2 separate regions of the Hordeum vulgare genome follow, and region 1 is linked to region 2. The links are chromatin contacts, called in public Hi-C maps. All regions are on one chromosome and are shown on one strand. Each heading gives the region's core, a stretch centred on a gene start, on an enhancer-like site or on the middle of the called end of the contact. The rest is flanking DNA. Distances are from core to core; before and after follow the strand shown.

Region 1 (2,915 bases), core at 135-2,634, 280 kb after region 2:
GTAGAGCATGACTCTTAATAACACAAGACCCTAGTCCAGGTTTATCGCCTATTTGAGACTGAACCCGCAAGGAAGTCTGGTCAAAGTTTCTTCTACAACCTCAAACGATGTGCGCAACGTTCCACAAGCCCACCGTTCGTGTGCCACTTGGTACACTGTGCCACTATGCATCTACCGTACTAAGGCCCACCCCGTCAAGTAGCGCTAAACACGGCTGCCAACACTTGTCCTACAAACACCAGAAACTAGTTGCAACTCCTGGACAGGGATCAAGGTGATTAATAAGTCGAGCGGGGTCATATTTCACGACCCAACTTGTGGTAGTAGATATCTTGGATCACATACACATAACTCAGTTCTTAAGGACGGTCCAAGTGAGACAAGCCACCATGTGCTCCTACATGGCCTCTCATCGCTACCTTTACCAAATCGGATTCACACACTTAGCTCTCATACAGTAGGACATGAACACATCCATTATGATTCATCGCCCACATGGATCAGGCCTGACACGACTCTAAGCAAAGCAGACACAGTAAGCAAGCATGGATGTGTAAGTACAACAAGGCTCAAGCAGTTGCTACTCATGCTAAGTGGTTTTAGCTATTTACTATGACAAGGACAGTTCATGCAAAGGAATGGGTTCTACTATCGAGAACAGGTAACAATTGAGTTCTTATTGTCGTAATGCGGTAAAAGAGAGCAGGAGCGAGAGAGTGGGTTTATATAAGTATGCTCAAGGGGGTTGTTTGCCTGACAGTTCTGAAGATAGTACTTCTCTTCATCGCTGCCAACGATCACAACGTCTAAAACATCATGTACCGACATGAAAGAACACCGACAAACAAGAAGAAGGAACACATTCAATTCATGCAATGCAAAACCATGATGTATGACATGACAAATTAAGGTACTGAATTTACCTAGAGGGATAATTAAGCAAGTTAACTGAAGTGGGGTTCAAACAAGTTTGAATTCCAACTCCAAATGTTAATTAATAAATTTACCTAATCATGAATTGTCCTAGTTGGTGATTTTAACTTGTTCAAACATGCATGAACATGGCATAAACAGATTCCTCATATTTGTCTAATCAATTTTCATATATAATTTATTTTCATTGGAGTTAGGGTTGAATTACTATGATTTTTCAAAGTTTGTAGCTTTTTCTGGAATTTCCTAATTGTTTTGGATTAAAACAAATCCAGAAAATGCATTACTGTATCAACATTGTGTCATCATTGCGTCAGCTGGTCAACAGGGCTGGTCCAGGTCAAACCTGAAGTGCGGGGTCCACACGTCAATGAAACAGAGACTAACCAGGGGTTAGTCCCCTGTTGGCCCGGCTTTGACCACCTACGGGGCCCAGTGTCAGCGGTTGTGAGTGGTTAATTAGCAGGGGGTTTGAACCCTAATGATGGTTGCATGTCAACACACCGAAGCTCCGCCAACGGTGACCAATCCGTCGGCAGAAGTTTGCCGGAGTTACGCTCTTGGCGTCCATTTGGCGAGCTGAGGGCACCAGGGAGGAGCTCTTTCTCGTATGCATCTGATAATGCAAACGGGGGGTGCAGGGGTTGCCGGAGCTAATGGCGGCAAACTCATCTACAGCGGGCACGGCACGGGGATGAGGCAGGCGAGGCTACAAGGCATGGGGAGGCCAGTTGTGATGCTCTATGGGTTCTCAGGAGCACGAGGAGTTCGACGGTCGCTCGAATACGGCCGGACCGGGCCCTGGCCGTGATGGCAACATGGCCGCCGATGAGGAGCTATCGGCCATGGCGGGAACAGAGGCTAGAGACGCGCGCGAGGGTGTGGGGTTAGGGGAAACGGGGGGAGCTCATTGCGGATCGACCGGTGGTCTCAGCGGGCTCGGGGATGGGCGGAGCGGGGAATCGACGGTGATGTTCTGGCGGCCGATCTCGGGGAATAAGAGTCGATGACGATGTTGCAGACCTCCGGGGGTCGTGTTCTTCAGCTTGGAGCTCCAATACATCGAAGCGGAGTCGATAGACTCGACGGCAGGGCGAGGCAGAGGCGGTGGTTGTGGTAGCAGCAAACGGCGGCGACGGTCACTCTCGGGTGGGTGACAGAGCGAGCACAGGGGGAGAAGAGCTCGAGGGAGGGAGGGGAGAGATCTAGACGACCCTGGGTGGGCATCATGGCACTTTTAGGAGCCTCTGCCGATGAGCACGCAAACAAGAGGTGGTCGGCGTGCGGCGACCACGTGCCTCGCGTCCTTCTAGCGCGAGGTGGGAGACGACTAGCGCTCGCCACCTGGGCTAGGCCGGCCAGGTAAGTGGCCCAGGTGGCCTCTCCTCTTTATATTTTTCATTTTTCTATTTTCTATTTTTGTGATTATTTGGATTTGATTTTAATACCAAATCTTTTCTTAAAAATCCTGAAAATATTTGGGGCCACTAAATTAATTATTCTAGAGGCCCTCAATAATTTCCATAATATTTGGAGCATTTAAAAAAATTATAGCAATTAAAATCCCCAATTAAAAAAATAATATAAGTTAATTCAAAAATACAAAAATGTCCTAGAATTGTTTGCATCATTTTTTGTAGAGTCTTTCACCTATTTTAAAAATTATGAACTTTTCTAACGATCATTTTGGATTTATTGAAAGTTACTTTAGGTTGAATCTATTTGTATAAAATTGATGCGAGGGTTTGATCATCCCCGTTACAAATTTATTTGAATTTAACATGATGCATGTATGCTCACTCATGCAACTAATATTTATTTTCAAACAAATTATAGGGTTGTGACAGTTGTGAAATGATTCCACGTTGTCTTAAGTGTGTGCCAAACTCGTAACTCACATATTCACCGCCACGATCAGATCGCGGAAATTTTATCTTCTTGTTATGATGATTTTCAACTTCACTCTAAAATTGTTTAAACTT
Region 2 (3,052 bases), core at 426-2,925:
GTCCTGCGCCTGCATGAACCTCGACTGGTACTGCTGCAGCATCCTGGCGAAAGGGACGTTGAGCACGCCGCAGATGGCCACGGGGGCCAGCCCGGGGAGCGCGCCGGCGCCCACGATCCAGAACAGGAGCGCGATGGCGAGGACCAGCTGCACCGGCATGCTCCATGCCAGGTGCAGCCAGTACGGGAACTCACCCAGCCGGTACGCGTCCACGGCGATGTAGTTCGCGATCTCGCCGGACGAGTGCCGCCCTCGACCCTCGCTTGACAGCCGCAGCTGCTTCTCGAAGACGGCGGCCATGAGGGCCGAGCGCATCCGCATGCCCAGCCGCCTCGACCCGAAGAACCAGTGCCTCTGCGACAGCGACTCCACCAGCTTCATGCCCAGAAGGCCGGCGATGAGCCCGGCTCCGGCGCCAAGATCCCGCTCCTGCTCCTGCCGATTGGAGTATGACACGAAGCAGTAGAGCATCACCGGCGACGCGGCGAAGGACAGTGTGCGTAGCAACGTGTAGAGCGCCGTCAGGAGCAGCTCCTTCTTGTGGCACTCGGCGAGCACCCGGAGCACGAGATTGGTCGTTTTGTGCGACTCCCTCCTCCGCCGATGCCACTCCCCGAGGAACTTACGGCACGCCTCCGCCGCCGCGTCGTCGGCGTCGAGCGGCGGGATGTCGCCGAGGTCCAGCGGCTTGGAGTACCCAAGGCGCAGGAGCGAGTCCATCCACGTGAACGTCAGGCGGCTGAAGAATCCGGCCTCGCCGAACGCCGCCCGCCTCTCCCCGCCTCCCGCCGCAAGGAGAGGCTCGGATTCCGCGCCGCCTCCATCGCCGCCGGCGGCGGCGGCACCGGTGAAGCGTCTGCAAACTCGGATCGCGCTCATCAGAAGCAAGAAGCCCACGGCCCACGACAGCACGTCAAGAACTCCCAGATGTCCACCCGTCGCAATCTTCTCCAAACTGCTGGACGTGATGAGAAGAGCGTCCACCGCCCACCACGCCATCGCTAGAGCTCCGGAGAACCTCGTCGGACGGACGACCAGGGAAACCGACAGGGACGCCCACACAAAGCCTCTCACGAAGAGCGGTGCTCCGTGGGGGGAGGAGCCCCATGCTCCCAGTCCCAGGCAGACGCACGCAATGCCAAGAAGCGCGCAGCAGGGGGAAGCTAGAGCGCACGGGAACGGAAGGTCCCTCGCCCTGACGGCCCTGAATTCCCTCTTGCAAGCGGCGACCAGCAAGCTCGAGATGTAGATGGCCGAGAGAAGAAGGTTGACGAGATCGATCAGGATCATCTGCCCGAAACACAGCTCCAGAGCTAGAGCGAGATCTCCTCCTCCTCCTCCTCCTTGGCAGGCTGCCGATGATGCAAGCAAATATGGTGTACCTGCAACCATGGTAAATCGGTTTTGGCGCATTACGGGCATGGGGTTCTAGGGGATGAGATCATCGCACGGGATCGAGGAAAGCTGAGACTGGGTGGAGATCGAGGAGGCGCCGGGGTTGGTTGACTACCTTGCTCCATTTGCCGCTTCCTCCGGTTCTTTCTGTTTCTAGTATCAAGTTGAGGTTGAGGTTGAGATTGCTTGCCGCGTGTGGCACGTGGTCCTCTGCTTCAGCTCAGCTCTGGAAGGAATCAAACGGAGATACTCCATCGGGGGGGCCTTGCTGTAGGTGGTTACTTATGAATCGTGTTCCCTGGTCCCTGCATCTCCGCAGATATGTCGGTGGCGTCCTGCTAACAACTCCTGCTACGCTGGTCCCACTAGATCCACTTCGGGCGGCCGTGACGATATTGTGGACGAGGGTTGGTTGGACGTGTAAACTCAGCACGGCAGTGAGGAGCAAGACAATAGCAAGCGACAGGAAAGATGGGAAAACAAGCGGCAAGACAAAGAACACGCAAGGTGTTTCTTTTTAAATGTTTCGGAAAGAGGAGTCGTGGAGATAGATTGGCAGGGGTTGTTCCTGGGGCCTCCTTTTTGAATGTGTGAGAGTTAAAATAGAGGGTAGAGATATCCAGCAAAGGGACCTACTGAAAGGCTGTTTGAAATTGAAGGGGGATTTTCAAAGTTTAAATTGCTGTGGAGGTGCTTGTTAGAGAGAAAAATGACAAGGACAAAGGAAATAGTGAGCCTGGGGAGATGAAAGGGATGAGAGCAGTAAGTAATGATGAAAGCATGAAAGCTCAAAAGAGTGATGTACTATTGTACATGAGGATGAGCCTCACGTCACATCTGAGGGAGGACAGAGTAAAAACAAACAAGATGACTCAAGAAAGGCTACCGGAGGTAGTGGTTACCAGAGGAAAGTGCGCATGTGGGAGGAGGAGATAAGTACCTAGCCAGAAAAAAATAGATTAGAATGTGACTTTGATGTAGATGCTAATGACATAATGCCTCACTTTTGTTTTCACTGAGATGCAATTGTTACAGGAAGTGGATAGAGAAATGGAGAATTTATAGCAGGGAAAGAAAGCTAAACGAGAGAGAGGGCAGAAATGAATGTGTATCATTATGTGCTGATGTTACAGGTACAAATAGGCCAACCCCCTTTCTTGGAGTCGCGAGTAGAGATAGGCACACACACCATCGTGGAGAGGAGGTTAGGATCCTGAAGACTAGGGATCAGTTACAATAATAATACATGTACAATAGTGATCGCGTTAACACCCCCCTCCGCCGCAGTCGGAACTCCGTCCGGATGGATGTTCAGACTGAATCGGAAGTCCTCAAACACGGCTGTTGGAAGCACTTCCGTGAACACATGAGCAAACTGGGAACCCGTAGGGGCTTGCAACACATGAGCTTCTCCCAAGGTCACCCGATCACGGATGGACACTACTAGGGAAAACCCTAGTAGTAGCGCTGAAAATATACATAGCAGTAGCGCTGGGCCAAGCGCTACTGCTATCGCGCTACAGCTAAACACTATTAGTAGTGCTGGTATGAACAACGCTACTGGTAATTAGTGTTAGCAATAGCGCTTCCCTGTCCAGCGCTACTGTTAACTTTAGTAGTAGCGCTTGCTCATAGAAAGCGATGCTGCTAAGCCGCG

What was found. A called contact is a pair of places that touch in the nucleus more often than the background predicts.
Region 1: a Hi-C map of seedling shows a contact between it and region 2, with 3 times the contacts expected there. The contact joins the enhancer-like site here to the promoter of LOC123443008 in region 2. A contact is called at or near these places in 2 of 6 Hi-C or Micro-C datasets (leaf and seedling) and 1 of 1 datasets of contacts at active chromatin or transcription factors (embryo).

What each region holds. Positions count from the first base shown.
Region 1 is chr3H:70,936,612-70,939,526 of MorexV3_pseudomolecules_assembly, forward strand. No RefSeq gene overlaps it. Among protein-coding and RNA genes, the nearest start is that of LOC123443010, 31 kb to the right of the region's middle. Within about 2 kb of position 1,385, at least 3 of the 3 cell types and tissues checked have open chromatin away from gene starts, as enhancers often do. A contact at or near this core is called in leaf and seedling, where this site is marked.
Region 2 is chr3H:70,655,178-70,658,229 of MorexV3_pseudomolecules_assembly, forward strand. LOC123443008 (ABC transporter C family member 8-like) reads right to left here and starts at 1,676. Exons shown (of 12, transcript XM_045119217.1): 1 at 1,511-1,676; 2 at 1-1,382. The coding sequence starts at 1,520.